7 separate regions of the Mus musculus genome follow, and all the other regions are linked to region 2. A link is a contact called in public HiChIP or PLAC-seq and promoter capture Hi-C data. All regions are on one chromosome and are shown on one strand. The core of a region is the stretch at or near the end of the contact, and the rest is flanking DNA. Distances in the headings are between cores, read along the strand shown. Region 1 has its middle 35 kb from the start of Mb21d2. Region 2 holds the start of Opa1 (OPA1, mitochondrial dynamin like GTPase). Region 3 overlaps Mb21d2 (Mab-21 domain containing 2). Region 4 has its middle 16 kb from the start of Gm33330. Region 5 holds the start of Gp5 (glycoprotein 5 (platelet)). Region 6 holds the start of Lrrc15 (leucine rich repeat containing 15). Region 7 overlaps Mb21d2 (Mab-21 domain containing 2).

Region 1 (3,881 bases), core at 1,120-3,619, 620 kb after region 2:
GACAGAGCTTTTTAGCACATCTTTATCCAAGTCTTATTATTTTTCTTGCCGTTGCTGGGTTCTACACAGGTGTGAAGACAGAACTGAACCCTTCTACTGAACCACCCTGTTAGCTAAAGATGCCATTAAAAATGTAATAAGGATTAAGGATCCCAGGGCATTTTCCTGGAGAATGAAGCTTGGTTTGTTGCCAGGAATCTGATGCTCACATAATAGGCTTTCCTTGGGTGGAAACTACAGCAGTTTCTCAACAACTGTTTTCCCCTCCATATGGGAAATCTTCATGTCTTGGCTCAGGTTGATGTTTTATTTCTTTCTAGCTTCCTATAAACACGACTGTTAACAAGAATTTTCCCTAAACACACACACACACACCACAGAGAGAGAGAAAGAGACAGAGACAGAGAGACAGAGAGAGACAGAGAGAGAGACAGAGACAGAGACAGAAAAAGACAGAGAGACAGAGGGACAGAGACAGAAAAACAGGGTTAGCCATATCTCTTCCAACACAGCTGAATACAAGGCACACTCAAGAGAACATCACATAACCAGCATAACCAATGTCACTATACATTCATTGGGCAGCTACAGAAAGTACTTCTATCATTAATCTTTTAAAGTTTGAACTGAAATTTCAATCTATAGAGCCCCTCCAGGCCCTCCCTCAAAAAAGTGGATTAATAACAAGTTCTCAGAAAGTGTATCGCTGATACTTGATCTTCAGGGGTGGGAGAGTTGAAAGGTAACTATTCCCTTCTCTAATTATCATCACGCCAGCCCTACTTTCTGTGGTTTACTGATGGCAAACAATGAAAATGACCCATCTCTCTCTCCTTTCCTCAAGCTTTGTTTGCCTTTTGATTGCCCCCTACCATTCACAGCACTTTGCTATGGTGCCTTATCCCTTATTCTCAACAGTCAACTTGGAGATAGAACTCAGAATGGATTAGTAGCAATTACTTGTAACATAACAGGAAGACTTTAGGGAACTCAGAAGATTGCCGATATTGGTGACTTTCCAAAGGTTTCTTCACCTTCAAAACTCTTCAGATTAAAACTCTAATTGGAACAGGTATATCGAAACTCCCACAAGCCAATGAAGAGATACAAGACACTAAACTGAAAGCACTGAAATGGGATAAAGAGGTGTACTGGCTGCTTTCACGTCAGCTTGACCCTGGGAGAGTCATCAGAGAGGAAGGAGCCTCAGTTGAGGAAATGCCTCTATGAGATCCAACTGTTATGCATTTTTCTCCATTAGTAATCAATGGGGGAGGTCCCAGCCCATTGTAGGTGGTGCTATCCTGGGATGGTGGTCCTGGGTTCTATAAGAAAGCAGGCTGAGCAAGCTATGGTGAGCAAGCCAGTAAGCAGCATCTTTCCATGACCTTTGCATCAGTTCCTGCCTCTATGTTTCTGCCTTGCTTGAGTCCCTATCCTGACTTTTTTCAATGGTGGGTCATAATCTGGAAGCATAAGCCAAATAAACCCTCTCCGCCCCAACTTGCTCTTTGGTTATGATATTTTCGTCAGAGCAATAGAAACCCTAACTGAGACAGGAGTGATGTGTTGATAGACTGTCTTAAGTGGGTAACAAGAGTGGTGCCTACAAAGGAGGCAGTAATCAGAAGCAAATTATACCAACATGACTCAAGTCTATGTGCCTTAAAATGGCAAAACGAAAGTAGAAGACAACCACAAATGTTGATGAGGGTGTGAGGCGACAGAGTCAGGACTTGCCAGTTTTACTACATCTGACCCACAGCCTATGTGGGTAGGCATCTGGCAATATTTAATGGCATTAGGAAGGGGTTACTCTATGACACAGCTACTCTATCAATGGGACTACCTAGAAAAACATTTCCCCAGTGAGTACACAAAGTGTATATATGAGATACATATACACTGTGGTGGTATCCATCACAGAAAAATGAGTAGGTAAAATATGGCACATTTATATGTTGAAATGCAAGTCCATGGTAGAGTGACTAACTGCTGTGTGATTTTTTTTTCTTCTGAGAAAATAAGAATAAACATCTTTTCTCCCCAGAGAGCTTAGTGACAACTGAACAAAGAAACAATTCCACACAGATCTATGTGTTGAAGCAGTGAGTTTATTAGGGTGACTTAAAGAGCGTGAGGGAGGTCGTTTACAGGGGTGTCAGTGACTCAAAGTCAATTATACTGCCAGAAAGTCATATTTGATTATCATAATGTTTTCCCTGTTCTGTCATTCCCAGTCCTCTCTCCGTTACCATGACTGGACTATATTTTATATGTCTCTAAATATGAAAATGTCTCTGCATATGCAAACAATCACCTCCTGTGTATGTTTTTGTTCACTCGTGTGGGCGTGATGACTCATGAAAAAGGCCTCCCTAGAGTTCCTGTCCATCCTGCAAGGAGCTGTACTTCAGAGCAGCCCACTCTCACCCGCAACTTATGTATGGCTTTTGCAACTCCACATGCAGCTTTGTGAATATCCTGTGTTTCATGAGCCTTGGAAATTTCTTTAGCTTTTTGATTTATGAAGCTCCCTCCTCCCTCTAGAATAGAGTGCTTGATTAGGAGAAAATAGACATGCAACACTATCTAAAGCTACATGGATAGAATGCTGAGTCATACCTTCAAGGCAGCTTCTTCTCTATCCTCTTGATCTTAGGTTAAATTTCTAAAAGTCTTTCCAATTTTGTGCTCCGATTACTCACTCTTTCTTTTCCATGAAAAAAAAAGCCCTATAATACTATATTCAACAACAAAGCATATTAGCCATTTCAGAGCATTTTTATTCATATAGAAAAAAAACTTACAAAAATGTCTTTTTATGGAGGTGCATTTTTAATGTATCTGAGTGAGAAAGTGGTGTCTTCCTTAATCTGCGGTGTTTTACCACGTTAAAGCTTTCCCTTTTTATATGGGTCAATGACAATGAATATAGAGAGAAATCTAACAACAGCTTAAGTAAATTCTCTAGAAATCGAAGAGCCCTTACTTGGACAACCAAAGCTGCTGCTGATGGTGGTAAGGGAGGTAGTATAGTAGACAGAGAAATCGAGTAAGAACTCATCTTGTGTCTATACAGCTGACTCATAGTGGCCTTTTGGCCTAAGTTCCTTTGGATCAGACTTTAATTTATTGAGAAAGGAACTCTTGAGATGAAAGAGAGAAAACATGAGAGAGGGAGAGAGAAAGGGAGGGGGGGCGGGAGAGGGAGAGGGAGGGAGGGAGGGGAGAGAGAGAGAGAGAGAGAGAGAGAGAGAGAGAGAGAGAGAGAGAGACTCCTTAGAGAAGTGTGGGCTCCATTTGCAAATTAAACAAAATGAAAAAAAGCACACAGTACCATAATGAAATCCATTCTGCACTTTGCTAGAGGAGCCCATTACTAGACACATCCATTCTACACTGTGCAAGAGGAGCCTTTACCATAGACACACCCATTCTGCCCTGTGCTAGTGGAGCCCTTTACCATAGACACATCCATTCTACACTGTGCTAGAGGAGCCCTTTTCCCCACTTAAGAGCCCATTGGGATTCAGCAGTGCTCATATCAGCCAATTACTATTTTGTCTATGAATAGGAAAATATGTGAATGGCCAGTGCAGTTGCAAAGGAAAACATTTGCATAACATCAGCCCTTCCTTGGTAGCATAATTAATCTTTTGGGATTATGCGTTTGTAAACATAATTTTTCAGAGCAGTGTCAAGAAAGTCCATTTTACCTATTGAAACACTCCAAGTCATAATTATAGCCAGCTATTGTTTATGGAGCACCCACTGAGCACCAGGCATCATACAAATCTGACTGGTGATCCTCACTGAAGCATTATAAAGTGACTTTTATACAAGAGTTCAAACTAGGAAGTTCAAGCCTGACAAGAGCA
Region 2 (4,060 bases), core at 209-2,708:
TTATACCATTAAAAAAAGTTTTGGGGAGAGGGCTGGAGAGATGGCTTATTGGTTATGAAGAAGGGCTAGTCTTCTAGAAGTCAGAGGTTGGATTCCCAGCACCCACATGGTGACTAACACCTGTCTGCTACTCTAGTCCCAGGTGACTGAATGCTGTTCTCTGTCCTCTGTGGGCAGCAGACACAGAAGTGGCACACAGATATACATGCTGGTGAAAGAGATACAAACATATTTTTAAAAGTTCTAGCCCGGCGTGGTAGCCCAAGCCTTCAATCCCAGCACTCGGGAGGCAGAGGCAGGTGGATTTGAGTTCGAGGCCAGCCTGGTCTACAGAGTGAGTTCCAGGAGAGCCAGGGTGATACAGAGAAACCCTGTCTCGAAAAACAAAAACAAAAACAAACAAACAAACAAAAGTTCTAGGGGCTGTAGAGATGGGTGGAAACCTTGGTGTACACTACTTCCTGTAATCAAATGTCTGAAACAATGTGCTAAGCTTGGGGGTTATTGGAACAACTTATATAGATAACATCAAATTTAGTATCAGTAAATGCATATAGCAATTCATAGAAATAAAACTACTTTGAGGTTTTCTACTTTAAAACAAGACTACAGCAACATCCGCAGCGAGACTGGAGAAGTGCATCGAAGTGGACCTCAACACTGAACAAGATCTCTGACGGGGCATCTCTTAAACACCGCCTGATATCATGCACAACACCACTCTAAATTTGACTCCAGTCAGAGGGTCAGGTAAACGGGCAGAGAGCCCTTTCCCGCGTATTATGAAAGGACATACTTTCAAGTATGCTGCTGCAAGTGCTACCAAGTAGCTGCAAGAGCAAAGTGTGCGCTGTGGCATGGCGTATGGCTGCAAGAAGGCAGTTAAATGACACGCACAGAGATACAAGGACAGAGCTAGGCCAGGCCAGAATAGCAACAATAAAAGCAACAACTAGAGACAGATAGCAGGGAGATCACAAGGACAGGGACAGGAACGATGGGCCAAGGCAGCAAAAATCTTCATGTTGAACAAGGAATGGTCACCGGCCAACTCCCGTCACTCCTTTGGGTATTCAAACATTCGCGAGAATTTTTTTAAGAGCCTCGGCCCGGCCTGAGGGTCAGTCACCTGCACATTCGGGAAGTAGTGATGGGTCAACCCTGCTGTCCAAATGGCCCAGAACCTGACATAACGGGGCCAGGTCGCAGGCCGCACTTACCAGGCCACGGCCGCCCGACCTGCTCGCCACATCCCGCCAGAGCAGACCACACACAGGCGCTGAGACGGCCACGGGGGGAACCCCGTGTCGGCCCCAGTCCGATTCCTGCTCCGACAATGACCCAGGAAGAGGCCCTCAGCAACAAGGGCATAGAGCAGCCACCGAGTCCCTCCCAATGGCGCATGGACTTCCGCAAGAGCCGGCTGGGCTCCCGTAGTCAGTCCGTCTCCGAAATAACCACCCACAGGAACGCTAGGCAGGCTGCACAAACGGGCCGCGGATGACATGCGCATGCGCGGGGAGCCACTGGGCGGGACCTGTGTAGTGCTCCTCTTCTTGGCTCCGCCCTCAAAGTGTAGGAATTTTGAAAATGAACTGGGCGGGCTGGGTGCAGGAAATCCACTGGACGAATGTTTATTAGGAGCAGCCAATTTAAGGAAATCTTTTAAAGATCATTTTCGTAGCTGAATCATATAGCCAGAAGATCGAGTATGCGAGACACCTTAGAAAGTCCGAGATCTGATTGGAAAGTGACTTCTGACATTTAAGCTGTAGGTTTGGGATAAACACATACAGTTTTATTAAGACACAAATGTTTTTGTTTTGTTTTGTTTTTTCATTCCCCCCTTTGTTGGCTTTCACCTGAATTTTAATGGCACCCATTTTATTGAAATGGCCCTTGTCAAAGTCTCTTAACAGCGCCATCTCTCCAGTAATGGCTCCTTAGTAGTATCTGCCTAAGTTCTCTTCTTAGTTTTCTTTTGATTTTCAAGACGTCAGATTCATTCTTCCTTCTCCTTGTAACCTATCCCTCCCCACTCCTCCCTATCAACCCCTCTTCGGACGTAGTTGATGTCTAGTCTCCTAGCTACCTGCTTCTCCCAACTATTATTTAATATTCAAAAGTTCCAGTTAGGTTTTGGGCCTTTTGAGTTCCTTCCTTTTTCTGGCTACATTTTCTCCTTAATAATCTAAATTATTTGTATCAATCCAAGTATCTTCTCCATCTTCAACCATTTTTGTATTTTTTTAAAGAGAACAGGGACTCAAAACAGGAATATTGCCAGTGAAAGATTGTGAAGTCGATTAATGGTGTTATTGGAAAAAATCAGATAGTCTTGTACTTTATTTCACTTCAAGGATACATTCCTTTCACTCGTCTCCCTTCCCCTGTCTCTGTCAGTCTCTCTCTCTCACACACGCACATGAAATACACACCACCACCAGCACCCCAAATAAATTGCTTTTTATCTAATTATCAAAACCATAAATCAGAATCCATCTAGTCACAATAGTGGCAAGTATATAAACGCAACTGTCTGACAGTAAACGTTCTGATTGCAGGACTTGAGGAATATATTTACTGTGATGACTGTCTCAATGATAGCTGTAGATAGAAACCTTCTATAAAGCCTAACCAGTATAAACCAAACTAGAAACCAGTTTAAACCCCAACTTTTTCTAGTATTGAATAAAAAATGCATTTGTTATTGTTGCTTCCTAATTCTTGTTGGAAAACACAAAAGGGAGAAGTAAGTGACGGCTGCTTCCATGTGTAATGTGTCTTTGCAGTTTACAAAGCCCTTGCTTTATAATTCCACTTCTAGGCTGGGACTATGTGTAACTTATGTCTACCATTGTATTAGATAGCAAAATAGAGTTAGCATGAAAGTCTCTAGATAGTAGCTAATTAAGTGAATTACATTCACACTAGTCACAAAACCTATGAGCTCTCAGTATCCAAATAGAGAATAATATCTGAAATAGATTGCCCTAATTTGAAATGGCTTTAATCTAGGTTTTTGTTTTGTTTTAACTTCACAATGCTGTCAAAGAAATGTGAAGAAGAAAATTCAATAGAAGCCATGCATCCAATACTTGTTTCAACCAGCCTGTTTTCTATATTTAATATATTATCTAATAAGGGTGATTTACTCAATCCCATATAAAATAGGCCACTTGACTGCTAATGTATCTGTTGTAAGCATGTTTAAGGTTAGAGGGCTAGACTGAGGTAGGAAGTTTGGGATATGGGTGTGCCTCAAGTGAGACTTTCAAGTTATAATGGGTTTATATGACATCCACTTCACGCTATGTACATTGAGGAACATCTACTTATAATGCTGAATAGGAAAATTAGTTAGACTGTTATGAAATCAAACCACCACCACTAGTTCAAATTCAGGCCAGAGTTTTTTTGTTTGGCTACACAGTGTGAAATGATGTTGGACTTTTGCTACAATTTAAAAACAGAGAAAATTTACATTTAGATAAACCAGTATTCTGCTTTTCTGTTTTGATTTGGTTTGGTTTTTTTTTTTTTTGAGACAGGGTTTCTCTGTGTAGCCCTGGCTGTCCTGGAACTCACTCTGTAGACCAGGATGACCTTGAACTCAGAAATCTGCCTGCCTCTGCCTCCCAAGTGCTGGGATTAAAGGCGTGCACCACCATCACCGGGCTGATAAACCAGTATTCTTAAAATATCAGACAACATTATGCCCTAATCTTAAAAAAAAAATACTAGGAAGGGGTAGGAATCGAGTAATGTTTCATATCCCTTACTCAAATTACACACAAATTTCTGTGATTGTGATATTATTTTTCTTAGACAAATCAAGAGAATTTAAAAACATAAACTATTGCTTATATAAAACTTATTAATTGAGATACCTGGGGAAGTTCTCAACCTTACTAATGCTGTGAACTTTAATATGGTTCCTCATGTTGTGGTGATCCCTAAGCATAAAATTATTTCCATTGCTACTTCATAACTGTAATTTTTCTACTATTATAAATCATAATGTAAATATCTGTGTCTTCTAATGGTTCTAGGCCACCCC
Region 3 (4,017 bases), core at 460-2,959, 710 kb after region 2:
ATGCCTTGACTCATCGGGGAGCAGAGACAAGGGAATAGAAATAGGGTCATGCTGTTCCTATCAGAGACCTGGGCCTGGTGGCCTTTCGTAAGCTCTGTGCTTAGAATGTTTTACAACCTTCCAGAGCAGCGTTGCCAGCTTGGGACCAAGTGTTCAAACACATGAGCCTGTGTCAGACATTTTTTTTTTCACTCAAACTATAAAAATGGCAGCCCCACCTCTAGTTTGTTGCTCATATCTGCAGTACATTACCACTCACGAATTCCCCGTCTCTCAATAGCCCTCACCTTCTTTGATAAAGACCCCACCCCACTTTGAGTGACTATCACTGTCCATAGGTTATTCTATCACGTTAAAACAAAAACAAAGCCCCTGTCTACTCCTGAGCTTTCGGAGACAGGGGCTTGACTCTGAGTCCGTGTCACCACAGTGCAGGTGCAGCCAAGCTGTCCTCTGGCCTCTTCTTCTGATGGCTTGGCTGGGAGGCCAACGAGTTTGCCCTGTACTCCCCAGTAGACCGTAGATCACCTCAGTTCCACCTCTTGTTCAAGGTGGTGGCGTTGGCGTAGCAGCTGGCTTATGCAAACGGGCAGACAGATGGCTCAAGATGGAAGACGCAGTGCCTTTTGTGACATAATCTTGGAAGTGGAAACCATTTCTTCTACCAGGTCACAGTGACCAGCCTCCACATCCACAGGAGGTAGCTTTAGCTTGTGGGTACTAGAGAGTGGGGTCCCTGGGGCCCTGCTGGAGGCCGGGTGCAGGGCCTGCCTTGCCATGTGACTGTGTGTTCTGTTTTCCTCCCAGCCAGGTCTGTCGTGGAGGCCAGTTTTGCCTCTGTCAAGGCTCCCTATTCCATGCCCCCCCCCCCCAACAATCTGTCAATGTTCTAATTTTTTAAACAGATGGAGCCATTCAGGTCTAGAGCAGCTGTTAATTTAAGCCATGCAGCCTCTACCCGGGGCAATCAGAAAGTCATTCCTAGGTCTTTCTGTGTCACAAACTCGTGTTCTTTCTGGATAAAACCGATGTGCTGATCTTATGAAGTGCTTTCTACGGCGCGTTTCTTGTTTGTCAGTTTTGTTGATAATTAAGAGGATCAACATTGTGCCAGCCAATCATTACTCCATCCGAGTATGAGACAGGTGATGTTGTGAGATGTTCTAGCCACCCAAGGCCTTTATCTCCCTGTCCAAGGCAACTCCGATTGGCTTGAGTGTTGTACTGGTCATGGATGCTCAGGAGGGTCACGAGGAGAACACGTACTTCAGCAGCCCTTCCTGCCTTCTGTGGTGATCCCTCTGCCTCCTCCACTTAGGAGAAACTTTCTACTAAAATGCTTCTAGGTAAGAACAGGCTATAGGCTTCCAGCTCGGTGGGCTTGCGCTGTGTGGTGATTTCCCTGCAGCCTGTACAACAGGCAGGGGAAAAAAATTCAGGGTGAGATGAGAATGAGACCGGGCTCCTCCTTGGTTTTATTGCCACTAGAGCTGAACCAGGACTTCTACTAGAGTCTGGCCCAGAGCATTTGACCTTAGCCACTATTTAAGCACAGCACAATTCTGGGACAGCAAAGTACTCAGATAACGATTAATTCAGTCCCAAGTGCGCAACAATTTAAGGAATGTTTCCACTGAGATTCTTTACAGAGCACACCTGGCTTCTTTCACAAGAGTGGGTACTGTGGATTCAGAGATAGCGCCTAAGATTTAGGGGCTAACGAGCTTGACTGAGGGAAACGTAAGACGCGTGAGTTACCAGGCCTGGCCTGGCCCTAGGATAACAAGAGTTATCTCAGGCTATGGTAAAGTACACGTGACATCATTCATAAGAATGGCCTTTATGGTCTAAAGGCTCAAGGTTTTAAGGGAAAGGGTCTGGGACAAGTTAAAACAGCAACTCTGGGAGATCTGGGCAGAGGCTGTGTCATCGGAGAGCAAGGTATCACCAGACTGTAGAACTCCATCATTCCTGGCTTTCCAGGAAGAGCGGCTGCTCACCTCATTCCATCGAAGAGGTAAGCCAGGGGTTTAACTTCCCTGGCTTCTCCATTGCTTCTCTGTGAGCACGAGGCCTTTTTGTCCTCTGCTCTAAAGTAAACTTCCCCAATAAATGGTTCCAGAGCCTTATCCTCAGAAGAAGGAAAAGGCCCTGGCCCCCCAGTCTAGCCTGACATTCTGTGGGCTGACTTCAAGAAAGGGGCTTTGATTTTCTTTTTCATTTTGAACAAAGTTCTGCTGGCCCCTGTGTTTGTCTTTGAAAGTGCCGGATAAATCTGTGTTTCTAATTTCAGTCTTTCTCCCTTTTTGCTCTTTCAAAAGGGGAACACTGCAGGTGGCCCTCTCAAAATCTGCTCAGTGGTGGTGACTCTTCACCCTCCTCGCCTCCACTTTTGTGTCTGCGGGGGACTTTCGTTCTCATTCTTGCAGTGCTTCTAGGAGTTTCACAAAACTCATCCGCTCAAGATAACATTAAAAAGATTCTTATCAAGAAAAAGCACGTTTTCTGTCTCTGCTGCTCTGCATGCTTAGAGGTTTATGGAGCATGGTGGGTTTTTTTTTTCCCTAAGCTCTTATCCTCTGTGTGTGTGTGTGCGCGCGCGAGCGCGCACGTGCGCGCTCGTGTTCATGCATGTGTTTGTATATACACATATACCTGGAGAAACACAGTAGCTGGGAAGTAGGTGAGATAAAGATTCAAGAATGGGCTTTTTCTTTTTTTTCTTTTTTTTAAAAAAATATTTATTTATTTATTTATTTATTTATTATATGTAAGTACACTGTAGCTGTCTTCAGACACTCCAGAAGAGAGCATCAGATTTCGTTACAGATGGTTGTGAGCCACCATGTGGTTGCTGGGATTTGAATTCAGGACCTTTGGAAGAGCAGTCGGTGTTCTTAACCACTGAGCCATCTCACCAGCCCTCCCCCCCTTTTAAATATTTATTTAAGAATGGGCTTTTCCAAATACTTCCCTGCTCCTGGGAAATGGCGGAGGCTCTCTAGGTCGAACAGTTCCACTTTGAGGCAGATTCGTTTCCCCAGTGACCTGGGGACACTCTTTCTTGTTGCTAGAATTCTATAACACTAGAAATGTGTGTGTGTGTGTGTGTGTGTGTGTGTGTGTGTGTGTGTGTGTGTGTATCTGTGCCTGTATCTATATGACTAATGTTCAGATATCTTTGTATAGATGTATCTGCGTGCACAAAATATTTCTAGAAACTTCCATATTTGTTTTCAGGGCCTTCTTTAGTCACACCCTCAGGTTCAGTCCTCTGGAGGAGTTGTTGTTTGCCCTGCTTTTGGGCTGTTCAGGTCCATGTGAAAGTCCCATGTGGTTCTCATCGCCAGGAAGGCCAGAGGTACCTGTCTGCCAGAAAGGAAGCAGAGTTTGGAAAAGGGAGATGGAATGCATGCCCCATGGGTGGAACTTCCCCTACCGTTACAGTAACAGGCTGTGTGCACCCAGACAGGAGGCATAGGAATTCAGAAGTGTGTGCATGCTAAAGGAATGGAGGGTCCCCTGGAGTCCCCAGTTTCCTCGGCTCTGAGAGGTGTGCTGTCAGAAGTGCATGCTCTAACAGTAGACATGGAAGCAGTCAGAATGGCGGGTCAGTCAGTGGTCTCCAGCATTGCTCTGTGTCTTCCCCGCGCTGGACCTCAGAATCCCTGTCCCACCCTCACCCTGCCCCCTGCCCCCTGCCATGAGGCTCAGGTCCTTTTCATCCTAAAGGGGGTAAAGTAGTTTAGGAGCCCAGTAACATAAAAGAAATCGGGGATTCAGCCTTCTGTTTGCTCTCAGCACATGGATATACTTCTGCTTCAGACAGACTGGGTATCTCAGCTTGACTTCATGAAAAGAGCATGATAATCAGATTTTCTGGTTCTGTTCCGCTCTCACTGCTGCTTAGATCCCACAAGACTGTTTGTGGGAAGGTGTGAGTGTGTGTGTGTGTGTGTGTGTGTGTGTGTGTGTGTGTGTGATGGGGGGATATCTGTGTGTGTGTGTGTATGGATG
Region 4 (4,179 bases), core at 1,672-4,171, 660 kb before region 2:
TAATACAGATCCCAAGCTGCCCTCCAGTCCAGCACCAATGCCCACACTCCCTCTGCACACTGTGCACCCCCAAATTCTGTCACCACATTGGTAATTTACAAAACGCTCTGCATTGTCATCTGTCCCTTTGTTCATGCTGTCCCCTGTTCCCCAACCTTCTCCTCCTTTTCTAGATTGTCTGTTGATGACATAAGACCCTCATTTCTGCTTCCTCAGAGCCCTTCTTGCATGTAACTAGAGATTCCCTTGCCTGAGCCCTCCTCGTGCCCTGGTGTGGCTAGTCCTGTGTGGCTATCCCTACACAGAATTCAGTAAATATTTATTAACTGCAATGAAAAGTATTTCTTGGAATTGGCTGACCCCGAGTCCCTTGGAGACGTGGCCTGCCACAGGATTTCTTCCTGTTTGAACAGTCAACTCGGGTTAGGGGGTTTTGGTCGCCTAGGCCAGGACTGTGCATTTTGCCCCATTCTCAGTCATTTTGGTTAATGTTCAACTCAGTGGTTTTGCTTTTTGTAAGGCAGATAACAGGGCAGTGTAGCTGGGAATACAAAAGAGCAAGGCCCCCAAGAAAGCAAATACCCACTCTGTTTTGACTTAACAGGAAAATCGATCATTTGGGAGCTGGAGAGATGACTTAGCAGTTAAGAGCACTTGCGGCTCTTGCAGAAGACCTGGGTTCCATTTCTGGCACCTGTGTGATGGCTCCAAACTAGCTGCCTGTAACTCCAGTTCCAGCGGATCTGATGCCTTCTGCAAGTACCTAGCATGCATGTGATGCACCTACACAGTGTGGGGAAAGTACACACACACACACACACACACACACACACACACACACACACCATGCACACTCACACATAAAATAAATTCTTAAAAAAATAATTATTTGCTCAGAGCTTTTTTTGGAGAAAATGGAAATGAATAGAGAATGTTAAATATGGTCATCCAAAATAGTTAAGTGGGCACAGACCATGAGGAATACTTTAACCACAGATCTGGGCCATGAGAGGAGTGAGGGTGCGGGAGGGGGTGGGGGGAGGAAGAGGGAGAAGCAGAGACAGAGAGCAACCAAGAGAACAAAGCATGTAGAGATGAGTGCAAGTCTCCCTCAGTACCTGGGGCTCCTCTCTGTTCTTCTCACCCCGTCCCCTACCCTAAAGCTCTCCACCCCGTTCCCTAGCTTCCCATTCCTGTACAGCCTCCACCATTTTGACCATGCTTTCTTGGTGCTCTCTTTGCCTGCTCCACTCTTGGTCTTCTCTCTCTCAGTCTCCTTTGCCTGCCTCTCTTCTCTTCCCCATCCCCCACTCCTCCCATGGCCATTGTCTGCTGGCTATGTTCAGTGCACCATATTCTCTCCCTGCTCTGGACTCTCCCAGATGCCTCTTGCTGTTCTCTCCCTCACATCTACAATAAACGCCTTCCCCTCAACCATACCTGTTCCTTTGTGAACACTGAACTCTCCAGACATGTGATGTTATTTCTCATGTATTTATGTGTTTATTTAGCTTCTTACATGGACTCTAAACTATGGTCAAAACAGGACTATTACATGTCTCTGTATACCCACAAGAATAATGACCACCCTGTCTTTTCTGGGTGGGAGAGGATGCACCTAGCTTCACAGAGACTTGATGTGCCAGGTTGGTGGATACCTAGGGCACCCTACCAACTCAGAGGAGAAAGGGAAGGGGATTATGGGAGGAAGTGCCCGGGAAGGAGGCAGTGAGCAGGATGAAAAGTGTATAAGTAAAACAATTAAAATAGAAACATAAACAAATAATGGCCACCAAAAGTTCTCATCATGCACTCCTCAAATTTCTATTTGCAGTCAGTATTGTCCCTAGGCCTGAACAACCTCACCGGCCACTCAGTGCTTTGCCAAATAACTGGACGACATCAACAAAGAAGATGGAGACCACCATGTGCTGCTTCTAGACCCACGTTGGGGACAGTGCTACAGACTTTTCGTCAGTTCATAATATAGGCTTCTAATCCGCTCCTGAGAATTCAGACAGATAATTACGAGCAGGTGATTGCCGAGAGTCTCAGCACTGAGGGTCAGAAGCTGACAGGTCCTCCCAACCTCTGCTGCCATTTTCCTCTTTCTCTGCTTGCTTCTTCGGCCCCTCCTATGACACAGAGCAGAGACCAGGCAGTAGTATCTCTTGACAGTTGGCTGCCTGACTTGTGGAGGAGACAGATCAAAGCCCACAGGGGATGATAGGTCACCCCGGAACCCAGGTTCTGGGGCATCCTTTCATCCTCTGGGTCTCAGTTTCTCCCATCCGGGATGCAAGATAATTGGATGTGGGACATCCTATCCTGCCCTCTGATTCAGCACTCTTGGGGAGGGTGAGAAATCTGCTGTGTGAAATCTGACCAAAGAGTGCTTAAAATAACACTTCTCAGCCTTGATATCAGAGGATTCGTTCGTGTGTGCCAAACAGATTGTGATTAAGCCGGTGGAAGGTGGCCTTTAAGCCTGAATTTCTAGCGATCTCCCAGTCAGTGCTCAATCCCTGCCAGTCCTGTTTATACCCTGGGAAATGAAAAGCTGACTCACAAGACCCAACCACAGATCCATGGGATCAGAAACTCTGGGGTATCGACCAGCAATCTGTCCTTACGCTGTCTCCGAGGTTGTTTCAATACCCATCAAGTTCAAAACTACCGCTTTAGGACAGCTGATTCTGAACTTGACTAAGGACTGGAAATTCCTGCAGAGAGTTTTTGAAGCCCTGGTGCCTAAGTCAAGCTCTCATATTCAAATTTAATAAACACGGGATGCCAACGTGGAGGCATCAGGATTTTTAAACACTCCGAATGAGTATGAGATGTACTGAAGGTACTGGCTTCCAGGCTGAGAGTCTGCCGTTCTCTGAAGCCGCTCTGCCTGAGACTACCATGAGGGGGCGCTGTGGCGCCACGGGGAAAACTCCGCGCTCCGGGCGGCTGCTGGTCCGGGCTGCGGAGGTGGCGGCTGCGCCTGGGGGGCGCGCCTCCGGGAGCGGCTCCTGGCCGAGGCTTGCCCTGTGCCTGCATCTGTACCTAATTAATGCTGGCGGCTGCCTAGTCGCGCCTGACGTTAGATGTGCTGGTGTTGGGGGAACGCCTGCAACCACTCGGCACAGGTTCCTTTACTCCACTTTGTTCTCTGCCTCCTTCGGGACTCGGGTTCACCCCTGCGGCTGCTCCCTGACACTCTCTGCCTGTCCCAACGTCACCTCACTGGGTTCCTTGTCTCTTTCCGAGGATCCCGGCAAGTTCCCCAAGCCAAGGGACCTGCTGATCAGCTCCAGAATCCAGCTCCTGTCATTCTCTCTCATGGTTTCTTTCTCTCTTCTTTCTGCCCTTAGTTGAGCTCTGTGGGTCTTCATAATAAACGTTTTCATACACAGGGTTTGCCTCTGACTTTGTGACACATAAAGCAGGGCCGTTTGTAAGGGACTTTCGACGTCTATGGGGGTAGGGAGCAGAGAGTTGCTTCTGAGTTTTAATGGCTCTGTGTGTGTGTGTGTGTGGGGGGGGGTGTTCTATTTTTAAGGATGAGGCTTTATTCTGGAAAGGAGAGTCCCTTGTTTAGCTTCTTAGCTAGCTGGATACATCACCCCCGCCCAGGGGGGCTTTCCCCACAGGCAGTGACCTTTATCATAAATAATCCACTTCATATTTCATCCCACCCACTTTCCCATCTGTTTGATATTCTGCCTTCCCTGGTGCGAGGCCTCATCTGGAGACAAGCCATGTGAGTAAAAGAAGCTTGCCCATCCCTGGTCTGATGGCTGCCTTGCCCTGCCAGCTTCTTCAGAGCCTACTTCTGAGGGGACAGAAGAGGAAGGGCAATTGGAGAGACTGTGTGCTTCTTTCCTGACCCCAGCTCTCATTTCCAGGGCTTGGTTTCCTTCTTTGAAGCCTCTGCTACCTACCTAGATTCAGGTCCTTATTCCCAGGCAGTTGGCAGGAGCCACTCCAGTCCAGGGGAAACTGAGGCCAAAGAGGTTAGAAGGGACCCCCTCGAGCCACATAGCTGATTCCTGGCAGGTTCCACGTTTCTACAGAATTGTTCAAAGCTCTCCCTAGGGCCAGTGGACACTTCCTAGCAGCGAGGCAGTGGTGGCAGGGGTCCAGAGGGAACTAGTTTAATTTGAAGAGCAGCCGTCCCTCCTAGAATCC
Region 5 (4,170 bases), core at 1,254-3,753, 730 kb before region 2:
GCTGATTTAAATTTTATTTATGCACATACTTAAAGGACAGAAATGTCTGGTAAAGTAATTGTTAAATAATGATATGTAGCTTTTTAACTTTTTAAATAAATAAGATTTTTTAATGTGGGTCTCCCTCAGGGTTGTTTAAAGTTGTTTGTTTTCCTCCCTTACATATAAATAAATAATGGTAACCGGTTTCTATCTTGTAGCACCAACTGCTGTAAGGGAATGCTGCAGACAGTGCTTGGGCGAGTGTGGCGCCAACAAGCCTGAGATTCAAACGCTTTCCATTTAAGCAAACCTCTTCTTGTTTTTATACTTCATTTTGTTTCCCATGTTGATGAAAGTACTGCACAGTTTCAAAGGCATGGTAAATAATGTGTTTCTTTCATATATATTTTTTTCCAAAAGCAGCAAAAATTCATATCCAGTGAAGATCAACTTCAAGCTTTAGAGAACATCTAATATCTCATGCATGCAGTTTTGTTGTATCAATTAAAAGGGTTTTGTATATTTATGGTGGGAGGCTACTGGGAACTTTTAACAAAATAGGGAATTAACTTTTGTACAGTCTGGGCATTTACATGTATTTTTAATGTATTACAATTTGGTAATTATGTGCACATGAAATTAATAAAAGTTACTTCCTGTTATAATTTGTGAATTCCCTGAGACCGTGGATTTTTTTTAAGTAACTTTATATATCAGAAATGACACATCTTTATATTTTTAAAATTGTATTGCTGCTCAAGAATGGTACCCTTTTGTCAAAAAGGTAGATATTCATAATTGTACATTCAGCATTGTAAATACCATATGAAATCCTTTTTGATTAAAGCTATTCAAAATAAAAAATTTTAATGAATTAAATATGTCAATATTTTTTCCTGGATCCTTACACACTTGTTTGATTATGTGGCTACAGCTAGCTCTCTCAGAAACAGTTTCACTGTAGATGGGGTTTCGTTGTTTTTGCCTGGGAGGCTGGTTGAGAGGAAGGCAGCTTGGCTATTTAGTTTGATGGACTGGTTGGGGGAAGAGCTGGCTGGCTGGTGCACACTGCAAGCAGAATGGCAGTTGGGGACTCTGGGGTTGCTGCTTGGTGAAAACCAGAGCCAGCCAGACTTTTTGAAGTAAGGTCCAGGGATCCCTCTGCCTACTGTGCTTAGCTCCCCTTGTGAAGTTCCAGGGATTGAATGAGTCTTCATGCTTACAAGGCAAGCATTTTGCTTATCTAGCTATCTCCCCAGGCTCTGGATCTTGTTCTTAAAGTGGGTGAAAAGTGGAAAATAGTGATAGAAGCATATTTAACGTAACTCTGCCTCTTAGGTACATACAAAGAGATCTGTACCCCTGGATCTGAATGCTAAGGGAAACAGCGTGAGAGCATTTAAAGGAATTGGTGGGTATTCCCCCTTGGAGGGATCTACTTGATAATCTGTGACTTGACAACCAATAGATAATAGCACTTATAAAGAATGTCTATGTTATAGTTACATATAGGAAAAATGAGCACAGCTGGACATTGTGATGCATTCTTTGTGATTCCCAAACTCTAGGACACTAAGGCCAGAAGATTGTAAATTTGAAGCTAGCATGAGCTACATATACATAGCCAAGTTGTTGAGAGAAAAATAGACATAAAAGGGGAACTCGAGTTTCTCAGAAGCTGAAGAACAGGTGGCCCTTCACTGTAAAGAAAGACATCAAGTTTGTCATTATACAGAAATGCAACGTTATAAAGCATATTGAGACCATAGGTTGGTAGATTGGTATGCCATTTTGCTCTTTGGGCTGAGCCTAAGCCTAAGGAATAGGCATCATGGAAACAATCTGAATGACCAGGATTGAAGTCCAGGTCAGAGACGTGAAGACCAGGAGTTCTTACACACAGTGTGGCACTGTGGCAATACAACCACGGTGGTAGGCAGTTTGACATTAAGTTAAACTGAACACGAACCCTTGAGCAATGCTATTACTGAACATGTTTGACAATGGCTAGACCAACCATTGGGGGCGGGCATTTGAGAATTCATTGGCCTTATTTAAGAAATAAAATGTTGAGCAAAAGAGATGGCTCATCAGGTAAAGATACCTCCCAAGACATGGTGTGAGTCCTTGGGAACCTACGTGGAGGAAGGTGAGAACCAATTGCCTAAAGTTTTCTGACACCCACAAGTGAGGCACTGCCACATGCACCCACATACTCCTGCACAGGAATGAGTTAGTGCAATGTAGCATGGAAAAAAACCAAAAGTGTGGCCCATGTAATGACAGCCTGCTATTTCTGGGAAAACTTAGGCCCTCTACTCTCTAGCTTTTACAAAAGGACTTTTAACTATGGACTCTGAAAGTTTGAAAGCTCTTGTCATTAAAACCTAGAATATGCCCTATGGAGATAGTCTTTTTCTTGACTTTTTATCTGGTAAGGTCTTTATCTTGAGGATGCAAGAATACTTCCCTCTTCCTCTCTGAAGTGCCAAGTCACAAGCAGAGCTGCAAGCCTTTCAGTCAGTCCAGGGTGCAGAACTGCTTCAGGTAAGGCCAAATATTCTTAAATTAGTGTATGCAGTTAGAGGCTCAGTCTGTATAGGGGCAGAAGGAGACCTGGTACAAGAAACAGTACAAATTTTTACTTGGGAAACAGAGTAAACTAGTATTACTGTGTGCTTCCTGGGTAACTCAATGCCCAGAGTAGTTTTATTAAGCAGCTTGGTGTATAAGCAAACAGTAGCTCATTATTTAAATGTGTGAGTCAGAAAAACATCTTCAAATGCTACTTATGTGACACTTAAATTAACCTCATGTACACTGGAGCGACCAGCCTACTGCACTCGTGTTACTGTAACAGTGCAAAGTTCAGAAAAGCATGGCATAAAGCAATGGGCATTATCACCTGCACCACTGGGCTCCGGGCCGGGAGTTACAAAACGGTGTAATGAGTTGTGGGGTGTTGGTACTTTGAAAATATGTAAGAAATTGAATCTAGTGGAAGTGGGCCTTGCTGCGGTTCTCTTGCTGACTGTTGGGGATAAAGCTCCCTGCTTAACTTGTTAAAGTCAGTGACACAGCCAGTCCCAGGAGGCGTTGCTTTCTATTCTCTGAAAAAGACCGTAGCAATTTTAATTCGTTCTGTAACGATTTTAAGGTATTCTGTAGCTTGAAAATGCCCAAATGTCAATGCTCTAAACAGAACCGGGGAGATGGCTGACTGGATAAAAATGGGAACCTGTAAGACTGATCTACTCTCCAATACCCACATATGCTGAATAGAAAAGTAATTTTTTTTTAATCAGCCTTTGTAAGATAGAGGAAGACTTGGTTGTATCTGAGCGTTCCAAGGCCGTGAGAGTGCTGGCCCAAAAACTGTGCTTGCAGCAGTGCGTGCAGGGCTCCAGGATATGCTCTGAGCCTTGTTTTTGCTCTTGCATTTCAGACATGCTAAGAAGCGCCCTGCTGTCCGCGGTGCTCGCACTCTTGCGTGCCCAACCTTTTCCCTGCCCCAAAACCTGCAAGTGTGTGGTCCGCGATGCCGCGCAGTGCTCGGGCGGCAGCGTGGCTCACATCGCTGAGCTAGGTCTGCCTACGAACCTCACACACATCCTGCTCTTCCGAATGGACCAGGGCATATTGCGGAACCACAGCTTCAGCGGCATGACAGTCCTTCAGCGCCTGATGCTCTCAGATAGCCACATTTCCGCCATCGACCCCGGCACCTTCAATGACCTGGTAAAACTGAAAACCCTCAGGTTGACGCGCAACAAAATCTCTCGTCTTCCACGTGCGATCCTGGATAAGATGGTACTCTTGGAACAGCTGTTCTTGGACCACAATGCACTAAGGGACCTTGATCAAAACCTGTTTCAGCAACTGCGTAACCTTCAGGAGCTCGGTTTGAACCAGAATCAGCTCTCTTTTCTTCCTGCTAACCTTTTCTCGAGCCTGAGAGAACTGAAGTTGTTGGATTTATCGCGAAACAACCTGACCCACCTGCCCAAGGGACTGCTTGGGGCTCAAGTTAAGCTTGAGAAACTGCTGCTCTATTCAAACCAGCTCACGTCTGTGGATTCGGGGCTGCTGAGCAACCTGGGCGCCCTGACTGAGCTGCGGCTGGAGCGGAATCACCTCCGCTCCGTAGCCCCGGGTGCCTTCGACCGCCTCGGAAACCTGAGCTCCTTG
Region 6 (3,978 bases), core at 598-3,097, 700 kb before region 2:
CGCTTGTGTCTATGATGCCGTCTTATCCTGCAAAACACTGGGAAACTCCACAGAAGGTGTCACCTAGCTCTGACCATCGCTGTGACATGATGGAAAGGTAAGATGTAGAGAAAGCAATACGGAACTGTGGTACAGGTCCTTCAGGACACCCATCTTACAGCTGTGCTCTGTGAATGGCCATCCTTAAATGTTCCCAGTGTTGACTTCCCAGCACAGTAACGACAGCCTAGCGCAGTAACTGTGTGTAGGAAATGAAGGAAGAATACAGGACAAGGGAAATAGTCTTATTTTTGGAGGTCCATGGGTGGGAAGTTGATGGCCCTGGGTTCAAAATGTAGAGGCTGAGAACGAGGGCTTGTCTACCTTTCACCTCTGTACCACAACCTGAGCATGCCTGATTCCTACCTTCCCACGGTCCCTACCCCAGTAGGAAACCAGGAGACCACGCCGCCGGCAGTGGTGGCACACGCCTTTAATCCCAGCACTTGGAAGGCAGAGGTAGGTGGATTTCTGAGTTTGAAGCCAGCCTGGTCAGGACAGCCAGGGCTACACAGAGAAACCCTGTCTCAAAAAAACAAAAACAAAAACAAAAACAAAAAACAAACAAACAAAAGATGCGGAGGCTCCAAAGGTTGACAGCAAGAAGGAAGATGCTCTTCTGTGGAATCGTAGTGGGATAGGATGCTAAGGTGGGGGAGCTGGGACTGGGGTGTGGCGGCAGCGCTCTCCTCGGTTAATAGCCAGAGCACTTTTGTTTCTGGCTGTGATTCATGGTGACACCGGCAAGGCATGATTCAGGCAGCAGGGCTTGACCACGGTAAGCCACCAAGTGACTGTCTCAGTAATAACACTGCACTTTTATGTCTCTCCTTTCATCGCAGATCTCAAAGCGCCCTGCAAACATTAATTAAGGCTCTCGCATTCCAGGAGCTGCCCGGTGGGTGCAGGCATTGTTCTGGCCACTAGGCGGAGAAGGTAAACGGAGCCAAGGCAGCTACAACCTTTAAATGCTTTGTTAAGCAGAGGTCTGACGGCCCCCTCCCCAGCCGTGACTCCTCTACCCTCTTCCTCCGGCTCTCTCTGGGACACTTTGAATAGAACCAGCATGGTCTCCTGGTTTCCTACTGGGGTAGGGACCGTGGGAAGGTAGGGAATCAGGGCATGCTGTGGTACAGAGGTGAAAGGCAGACAAGCCCTCGTTCTCAGTCACCACCTTCACAGCCCAGGAACATATCCTGCACGCACCCAGGAGCAGCAGCATAGGTACAGAAGATAACCTCGGAGGGACATGAAATGCTACTTTTAAAAGAGATATGGTGGAGGGAACTATATTTTTCCTAAGAACTTAAATGCCTTTTCCAAAATATTAGCAGTGGCTGAATTGGATGACACATTCGAGTGTGCCTTATAATGTTCTTGCATATTTTCTCTAAAATTGGAGTTATTTCTATATACAAATTTTAGAATTCGGGGCTGGGGGAGAAAAGGAAGGGGGATGGAGAAGGAAGCAGAGAGTGGACTAAAAGGTCACAGAAAGCCCGACTTCAATCACAACCTGAACTGGTGCCTAAGGCAAGAGCTGGGTCCCAGTTACTCAGTCCTACTGCGGTGGCAGAAAACCCCTTTCCAGTGTCACACTGGACACAGCGAGTCCGAAGGAGATGGGGAAGGAGAGGCAAAGAAGAAACTTATTTTCAAGTGCAGTCGATGAACGCCCCTTCAACTTGAACACAATTCCCTGATGATGCTCCCAGAGGTTGCCCCGCCCCGCAGGCCGACACTGCCCCGTGCGGTGACTCACGAGGGGCTGTTTAAATGACAGGGAGGACCCAGAAGGCCCTCACTCATGCTGCAGTCTTGAGCCGGTCCGGTCCTCCGCCTCCTCTCCTCGCCGCCTCCTTCTTATTGACCCGGCAGCCTCGTGGAGCTGCTGGTAAGTGGGTGCCCGCCCACCCCCCATCCCGGCCGCGCCCCACATCCCGGTTGACGATAGGATCCCGAGACTCTACAAGGAGCAGGGCTGGCGCGTGCCTGGGATGCTCTGAGGACCTGGACTGGTCCAGCCCGCGCAGGAGCTGGGTGAGCCGGTCCTAGTGTCTAGCTGTGAATCTTGATGCCCTGTTTCGCTTTCCTTGACTTTATGGTCTGTGAAGTGAGCCTGGAGTGCAGCGGGGAGAGCTTTTGACCTGCAGGAAATTGGTTGAAAGTTAACTGAAGCACCCGGTTTACCTACTCCGGGAGACCAGATCCACAAGGGCAGGAGTTTCTCTAAGGTTCTGGCTGTTGGAACCTGTATCATTTCCATTGAGCCTACAGAGGTAGCCACTTAAAGGGGACTCTGCATATAGATCTGTCCAGGATGGTGAACTCACAAGGTTTCTGCCTGGGAGAAATCGGCCCTCTACTTGTGGTAGATTTACAGTGTTACATTTATACTGCTGGACTCAGGCGGATATGCAGTCTCTAGTCAGGAGTGCCAATTTGGAACCCAGTTGAAGTTTTAAGTGTCCAGGTTCTAACTCTGTGTGTAGCTTAGATGATCCCATTCTGATCATCTAGATGTGTCACAGGGTCCAGGGCTGATGCCTTTGGGAGGGAGATGCTGGAGGTAGGTTTGTGATAAGAATCAGGTGTCTCGCTGGTCGTGGTGGCGCACGCCTTTAATCCCAGCATTTAGGAGGCAGAGGCAGGCAGATTTCTGAGTTCAAGGCCAGCCTGGTCTACAAAGTGAGTTCCAGGACAGCCAGGGCTATACAGAGAAACCCTGTCTCGAAAAACCAAGAAAAAAAATCAGGTGTCGGTATGTATGTATGTATGTATGTATGTATGTATGTATGTATGTATGTTTATTTGTATGTATTTTGGTGCTGAGGATCAAACTCAGGATCTCAAGCATGCTAAACAAGCAGTCTACTACTTAGCTATAACCACAGCTGACTAGGTGAGTTTGTTTTGTTTGGTTTTAAGACAGGGTCCCACTATGTAGACCAGGCTGGCCCCAAACTCACAGAGATCCTCTTACCCTACTTCCCAAGTGCTAGGATTAAAGGCATATACTACCACGCACAAACTGGGTGGGTTTTAATCTCACCCCTTATCTGTGTCTCTGCCCAAAATGAAGAGGAGTGAGCTGTGGAAAAGGAGAGCCTTCGGGACCCTCCAACCTGAGCGGCTCTACCTTTAGGGCCAAATGCACTACCCTAGGGCAGACCGTGACTGCTGAGATAACACAAGAACTCAAGGTGCTGAGCATTGCCTGCCAGGGATTTCTAGCTGGCACTACCCATTGCAGGCAGCTCTCGGATGTGTGGGTGTCCCTGCTCTGTGACTTGGAAATTCCTTAAGCAGGTCTCTTTTTCTGCATCGCCTGAACATCTGGAGTAGATTCAGGACCAGACAGTTCAATTTGCCTGTGGTCATGAGTCAGCTGCTGGGCTCAGCAACAACTGTGACAGGGAAGGCATGTTGAGAGGGTCGTGGCCAGGAAGAGCTCTGAGAAGACCCCACAGCAAGTATAGGAAGGTTCCTCCCGGGGCTTGGGGACACTACCCAGATTAGCTCTGTCAATGGAGGATGTGAAGCCTGAAGTGGAAGTAGATCCAGATGTGCAGAGATGAGAGAGAGAGATGGGAGACGCACTGCCCAGGGCTTGTCCTGCCAGCGAACACGCCAAGGCTGTGATTACAGATGACAATTTGCCTCCCTGCCTCCAGACTTCAGAAGAACCCCTGAAGCTGCAGGTTCCAGTGCCTGCCTCGGCTGTGGAGCACGGGGCTAAACAGAGACCATACCATTTCCCTCTCAGACCTAAGGTGCTCCACTGAGAAGTGGTCTCTGTAGACTGAGTTTCAAAAGAGACTCTGGCTTCTTATGAAAGTCCCCACTTCAGACACAACTCCTGCTGTTGTGCTGGGCAGTTACAACTCTTATAGCTCTTGGAAGCAAATTACAGCCCTGCTCTGGCCTCTGCAGGAAGCC
Region 7 (4,240 bases), core at 505-3,004, 670 kb after region 2:
TCTAGAAAGTTCACAAAATGCTTTTCAAGTCTTTGTATTTTGGAACACACAGTTTTCACTTCCCCATTAAATGATTTGAAAGATACTTGGCTTGGGCTTGGGTTTGAGACATCTTGACAGAAGCTCCTGGAAGCTGTTTATGGAACTATATATTTCATCCTGTGATAAACTCCAAGGCAAGGGCGGATGTATGACATTTACCTACAGACTGTAGCTATAAGGAAATGCTTTCTGGACTCGTCCTAAGGAAACTTATTTATTGTTCTTAAAGAACACTGCCTATTAGGTGAAGATTAAATGTACAATTAGCAATTCGGAGCCAGCTGACCTCCCAGAACACCCACTAAATTCCTCTCTTCAAAGCCCAACTTTGTAGGTAACTGCATTCCGGCCATTCCAGGCTCTCTGGAGTGGGTTCTTACATGCTTCCCCGCCTTAGCTCAGATTTCCCTTCATGCTTTGTAAGTACCTGTCTTTTCATCACTTGCCAGAAGGATTATCTCTGTTTGCACAAGTGTGTTTGTGTGTGTGTGTACACAAATTAGATAGACAGAGATAGATTTGGGGATAGGTAGATAGGTCAATAGGTTGATAGATTTAATGAGATTGATCACGTGTGACTATTTAGTAAATAGTAAAATACTACAAGTCTTTTAAAATTTCCTTCTTGGTAACATTTCCAGTGGGAATTGTGTGTTGAAGGTGTGGGACATTGTATAAATTTCTCTCACACTACTTCCGGTCCCAGCTGCCTGCCTCTCCACATCTGTGTGAATGTGGAGGTGTTGGGCACTCGCCAGCACTGTGGATGGCTTTACCCTGCAGTTCTCAGCAGAGATTGGCATCTGTATTTCACTCTCAGCTGAAAGAAGCGCTACACAACTCTGAACAGGGACAGGGCCTGGTGAGTAGGGATGAGGCCTTGTAAGTGGGGTGCTTCCTGCAGTGTGCAGACTGCTGGCCTGGCCCCTGCATGAGCTCACTTAATGTGCCTGAGGGGAATAGGTTGCCTGCTGATGGTCTGAGAAACTCAGTTTTGGCCCTGTGTCCTGAGCATGCTCAGTATAAAATAGAGACATCTCAGCTCAGAAAACTAGTTTAAGCCAACTTGGGGACCACAATTCTTTAGGAGAAATTATTGTATTTCACAGGCAAATTTTTTTTAAGGAGTAGAAATAATTTCTTTTTAAGATCGATTCAGTTAAGTGTGTTCATGTTTAAATGAATTATATGTCTTCATTCTGGGAAATCTGTTTTGGCCTTTTGTTACCTTTTTGTTATCTTGGCAAAAGTGGGGATAAACAACTCAGCAGAGGATTTACGTAGCCTCAAGCCTCCTGAGATTTCAGCCTGTGGATAGCTTACTCCATTGCTGAGGGCTTGAGGCAAACATGAGGATAGGGTCCGGTGAAGTTAACTCTCAGAGATTAGGGAGCAAAGAGCAACAGGTATGAGAGACCAGATATGTCCTTTAAAAGTGTGTCCCTACGGACCCCACTTCTTCCTGCTTGGCTGCACCTCCTAGGTCTCCACTACTTTCTAGTAATAAGATCAAAATGTGCCTCAGTCGGTGACTTACTCCTTCGACGGAGTCAGAACACTCATTTCTAAAAAGCTCCATCAGCTACCAACCAAGCCTTTGCTTGGTTTAGGGGAGTTGGTCTTTAGACGGGAACCACAAAGCTTCTCTGAGATAGTTTGCTCTTTTCAAACTTCCTTTTCTTGTAATCTTCTCACAGTCTGTCAATGATTCCCAAGCCCTGTCCTGGGCTCTGAACTTTGACTTTTGGACTCACGTACCAGATTAGGTCATCACGTACCAGATTGGAAGCAGAATCTGTTTACTCGGAAGGTTTTATTTTTATTTAGTGAGTTTAAATATAGGAGGCCGTCCTCAAAGGATTGAACCTGATGCAAGGATGGTTTTTGTTTTTTGTGTCCTCTGTTTGTGAGGCTACCATTGAGTGACCAATGATACCTGGTCATTCTATGTAAAAGGGGTTGGAGATTCCTCCAGACCTGTCTGTCGTTGCTCACAGACTTTAGAGCAAACTAATTAAAGCCACTGGCTTTTCTCCTTTTAAAAGTTTCTTTGCCCTCTGGTCCCCCATGCCTTCTCAGGTGTAGTCCTTGTGCCCCCAGCTTTACCCAGGAGCTAGTTAGAATACAGTGTTTTAGGCTTAACATGTCAGCAGTTGATTGCACTATGTGATACAGTTTGAGAAGCACCTGTCTGCCATGTAGTCCATTTCAGAACCACAGAAAGTAGAACCGGTCTGAAGACTGAGCGTCTGGGAAAGAAAATTCTCGATTTTATTTATTTCTGCTTAAATATCCCAAACAACTCACTGATGAACTAGTGTTTTTATCGTTGTCACGTTAAACTGGCACTTACAGCCTTTTATTTTAGAGAACTTGAAACCTATCAAGCTAGGGAGACTGAGTCAGAGGTAAGCTGTGTTTCTGTGTTTATGCCTAAATCCAACTTTCCCTTTTTTAGGACTGTGGTAGAGTGCATGTGGCTTGTGGGAGAGGAGTTTGTTCTGATGCTAACATTTGCTGTGCGGTGGGTTTCCAGGAGAGTTCCTTTCCATCTTCCACAGATAACTCTGTTTCTTAAGGTAACCATAGCACCAGTATCATGAACAGTAAGTAGCCTTGACAAGGCTTGGTGGCAGCACTGGGGAGGCAAGGACCAGCAGATCTCTGTGACTTTGATGTTAGCCTGGTCTACATAGTGTGTTCCAAGCCAGCTTGATGGAGATGTATATAGTGAGACCCTGCCTCCAAATAAAGTACCATTGCTTAGGTGAGCAAATGCCACGTTCCCCACACCTGTGCTTAGCTTAATGTAATCAAGGCTCTGAGCTCAGCACCTTCACCCTGCTGGTCCTTTGGACAGTAAAAAATCTGCAGCTCGTGGGGAGAGCGAGGTTTTTGTTTTCTCCCCAGTGTGCAGCGCGGTGGGCTTTTGCACGAGGAGTTTGTAGTCTGCTGTCTCCTCACTTCAGGTATCTGTCGAGTTACAGCAGGAAGGGCACGGCCTACCAGATACGAAGCCTGAGCCACTCGTGTCTTCAGATACGTGGCTTCTTTACTTAATCAGCTGCTACGGGAATGTCGAGTGTCATGGAGCGAGTAGACGTTGTACAAACTCAGAACGTTCAGAAAAGCATGTTGCTGGATGTGTGGTGGGACGTCACCCGCCTAATTAAACGGCAGTGTCTGTGAATACACACAGAGGAGATGTACAAAAATGCACTGGAGACTGTACCTTTCAGGATGGCAGCCACCTCTGTGAAGACAGGAGAGGGGAACAGAATAATTATACCTATAGATGCCTATTTATTTATTTATTTTGATATGTGGAGGAAATATAAAATGGCAGGGTGAGAGCAAGCCAGTGAATGTGTACATGATATTTATGTCATCATTTCTGGTATGTATGTGAGCTCTGAGATACAAGAAAAAATGCTTTTAAGAAACTGGTCACTTTATTTTCGTTTATGTTTTGGTGCTGGGGTTTGCGCTAAGGGTCTTGCATCGGTTAAACATATGCACTTTTCCTGGGTGCTTACACCTCTGGCTCCTTGTTTCCTTTTCCTGTTTTGAAAACCTGATAGAAATTGATTGGTGTGAAAACAGTTGATGAACTCAAATCCTCAAAAACGTTATTAAAATGCCCTTTTATATTTACTTATTGAGAGTGGGTCTCCCTATGTAGCCTGGATTGTTCTATAACTCATTATGTAGACCAGGCTGGCCCCAAACCCACAGAGCCCCATCCCTGCTCCTACTTCCCCAGTACTATAATTGAATGGGTATGTTATCGCAGGTGGCCAAAATGTGCTTTTTTTTTCTTTTTTTTAATTCTCACCTCATCACAGAAAGATGAAGATGACACATAAACATTCTGAAAATAATCAAGTTGGCGGGGCTCCTGGTTGAGTTAAAAACTTAAAAAAACAGTTTGTCGAAGCGTGGACGGCGCCAGGATTTGAGCCTGTCTTCTTTTACTGTTCACATGACCTGGTGCCTTTGCCACTGTAGATGGAGACAGGGTTTCAAAGGCTTTGGGTGGCCGCCTGGGACAGGTTTCATTTGTGTTGGTCGTCACAGCTCTGCTACTTCCAAGAAAGGCTCCATGTGGCACTGTCCCAACTTGCTGTGGTCTTGGGACCTTGAAAATGTATCAGAGCCTCTGCACACTGAGTCACGATTTGTTCCTGTCCCATCTCTA

Evidence for each region. Promoter capture Hi-C pulls out the DNA fragments that hold promoters and counts their contacts. HiChIP or PLAC-seq counts read pairs in DNA pulled down with a chosen protein or histone mark.
Region 1: an H3K27ac HiChIP or PLAC-seq map of the NIH/3T3 cell line shows a contact between it and region 2, with 5 times the contacts expected there. The contact joins the enhancer-like site here to the promoter of Opa1 in region 2. A contact is called at or near these places in 4 of 39 promoter capture datasets (the 3T3-L1 cell line, embryonic stem cells, maxillary cranial neural crest and 1 more), 1 of 115 datasets of contacts at active chromatin or transcription factors (the NIH/3T3 cell line) and 1 of 9 other capture datasets (embryonic stem cells).
Region 3: a promoter capture Hi-C map of trophoblast stem cells shows a contact between it and region 2, with 6 times the contacts expected there. The contact joins the enhancer-like site here to the promoter of Opa1 in region 2. A contact is called at or near these places in 5 of 39 promoter capture datasets (cranial neural crest, frontonasal cranial neural crest, maxillary cranial neural crest and 2 more), 2 of 484 Hi-C or Micro-C datasets (Sertoli cells and forebrain), 14 of 115 datasets of contacts at active chromatin or transcription factors (bone marrow-derived macrophages, craniofacial prominence, differentiating embryonic stem cells and 10 more) and 1 of 9 other capture datasets (embryonic stem cells).
Region 4: a contact with region 2 is called in an HNF4G HiChIP or PLAC-seq map of pancreatic cancer cells. The contact joins the enhancer-like site here to the promoter of Opa1 in region 2. A contact is called at or near these places in 10 of 39 promoter capture datasets (the 3T3-L1 cell line, the C10 cell line, the HPC-7 cell line and 5 more), 1 of 15 datasets of contacts at CTCF or cohesin (embryonic stem cells) and 3 of 115 datasets of contacts at active chromatin or transcription factors (large pre-B cells, pancreatic cancer cells and stem cell-derived neural progenitor cells).
Region 5: a contact with region 2 is called in a promoter capture Hi-C map of second pharyngeal arch cranial neural crest. The contact joins the promoter of Gp5 here to the promoter of Opa1 in region 2. A contact is called at or near these places in 9 of 39 promoter capture datasets (the HPC-7 cell line, cranial neural crest, embryonic stem cells and 6 more), 3 of 115 datasets of contacts at active chromatin or transcription factors (astrocytes, embryonic basal ganglia and neural tube) and 1 of 9 other capture datasets (adipose tissue).
Region 6: a promoter capture Hi-C map of embryonic stem cells shows a contact between it and region 2, with 3 times the contacts expected there. The contact joins the promoter of Lrrc15 here to the promoter of Opa1 in region 2. A contact is called at or near these places in 7 of 39 promoter capture datasets (the C10 cell line, cranial neural crest, embryonic stem cells and 4 more), 4 of 115 datasets of contacts at active chromatin or transcription factors (astrocytes, craniofacial prominence, embryonic stem cells and 1 more) and 1 of 9 other capture datasets (embryonic stem cells).
Region 7: an H3K27ac HiChIP or PLAC-seq map of extraembryonic endoderm stem cells shows a contact between it and region 2, with 5 times the contacts expected there. The contact joins the enhancer-like site here to the promoter of Opa1 in region 2. A contact is called at or near these places in 6 of 39 promoter capture datasets (Sertoli cells, cranial neural crest, embryonic stem cells and 2 more), 12 of 115 datasets of contacts at active chromatin or transcription factors (bone marrow-derived macrophages, embryonic basal ganglia, embryonic forebrain and 8 more) and 2 of 9 other capture datasets (embryonic stem cells and macrophages).

What each region holds. Positions count from the first base shown.
Region 1 is chr16:28,962,754-28,966,634 of GRCm38.p6, reverse strand. No RefSeq gene overlaps it. Among named protein-coding and RNA genes, the nearest start is that of Mb21d2, 35 kb to the right of the region's middle. Within about 2 kb of position 2,369, at least 32 of the 459 cell types and tissues checked have an H3K27ac peak or open chromatin away from gene starts, as enhancers often do. A contact at or near this core is called in the NIH/3T3 cell line, where this site is marked.
Region 2 is chr16:29,576,732-29,580,791 of GRCm38.p6, reverse strand. Opa1 (OPA1, mitochondrial dynamin like GTPase) reads right to left here and starts at 1,458. Exons shown (of 29, transcript NM_133752.3): 1 at 1,221-1,458. The coding sequence starts at 1,252.
Region 3 is chr16:28,866,678-28,870,694 of GRCm38.p6, reverse strand. The region is part of intron 1 of Mb21d2 (Mab-21 domain containing 2); the gene reads left to right. Among named protein-coding and RNA genes, the nearest start is that of Mb21d2, 61 kb to the left of the region's middle. Within about 2 kb of position 1,709, at least 15 of the 459 cell types and tissues checked have an H3K27ac peak or open chromatin away from gene starts, as enhancers often do. A contact at or near this core is called in trophoblast stem cells, where this site is marked.
Region 4 is chr16:30,235,278-30,239,456 of GRCm38.p6, reverse strand. No RefSeq gene overlaps it. Among named protein-coding and RNA genes, the nearest start is that of Gm33330, 16 kb to the left of the region's middle. Within about 2 kb of position 2,921, at least 118 of the 459 cell types and tissues checked have an H3K27ac peak or open chromatin away from gene starts, as enhancers often do. A contact at or near this core is called in hippocampal neurons and pancreatic cancer cells, where this site is marked.
Region 5 is chr16:30,309,114-30,313,283 of GRCm38.p6, reverse strand. Gp5 (glycoprotein 5 (platelet)) reads left to right here and starts at 2,503. Exons shown (of 2, transcript NM_008148.4): 1 at 2,503-2,529; 2 at 3,428-4,170. The coding sequence starts at 3,430. It overlaps Atp13a3 (ATPase type 13A3), which reads left to right. Exons shown (of 34, transcript NM_001128096.1): 34 at 1-861.
Region 6 is chr16:30,281,123-30,285,100 of GRCm38.p6, reverse strand. Lrrc15 (leucine rich repeat containing 15) reads left to right here and starts at 1,847. Exons shown (of 2, transcript NM_028973.2): 1 at 1,847-1,933.
Region 7 is chr16:28,903,280-28,907,519 of GRCm38.p6, reverse strand. The region is part of intron 1 of Mb21d2 (Mab-21 domain containing 2); the gene reads left to right. Among named protein-coding and RNA genes, the nearest start is that of Mb21d2, 24 kb to the left of the region's middle. Within about 2 kb of position 1,754, at least 28 of the 459 cell types and tissues checked have an H3K27ac peak or open chromatin away from gene starts, as enhancers often do. A contact at or near this core is called in extraembryonic endoderm stem cells, kidney and liver, where this site is marked.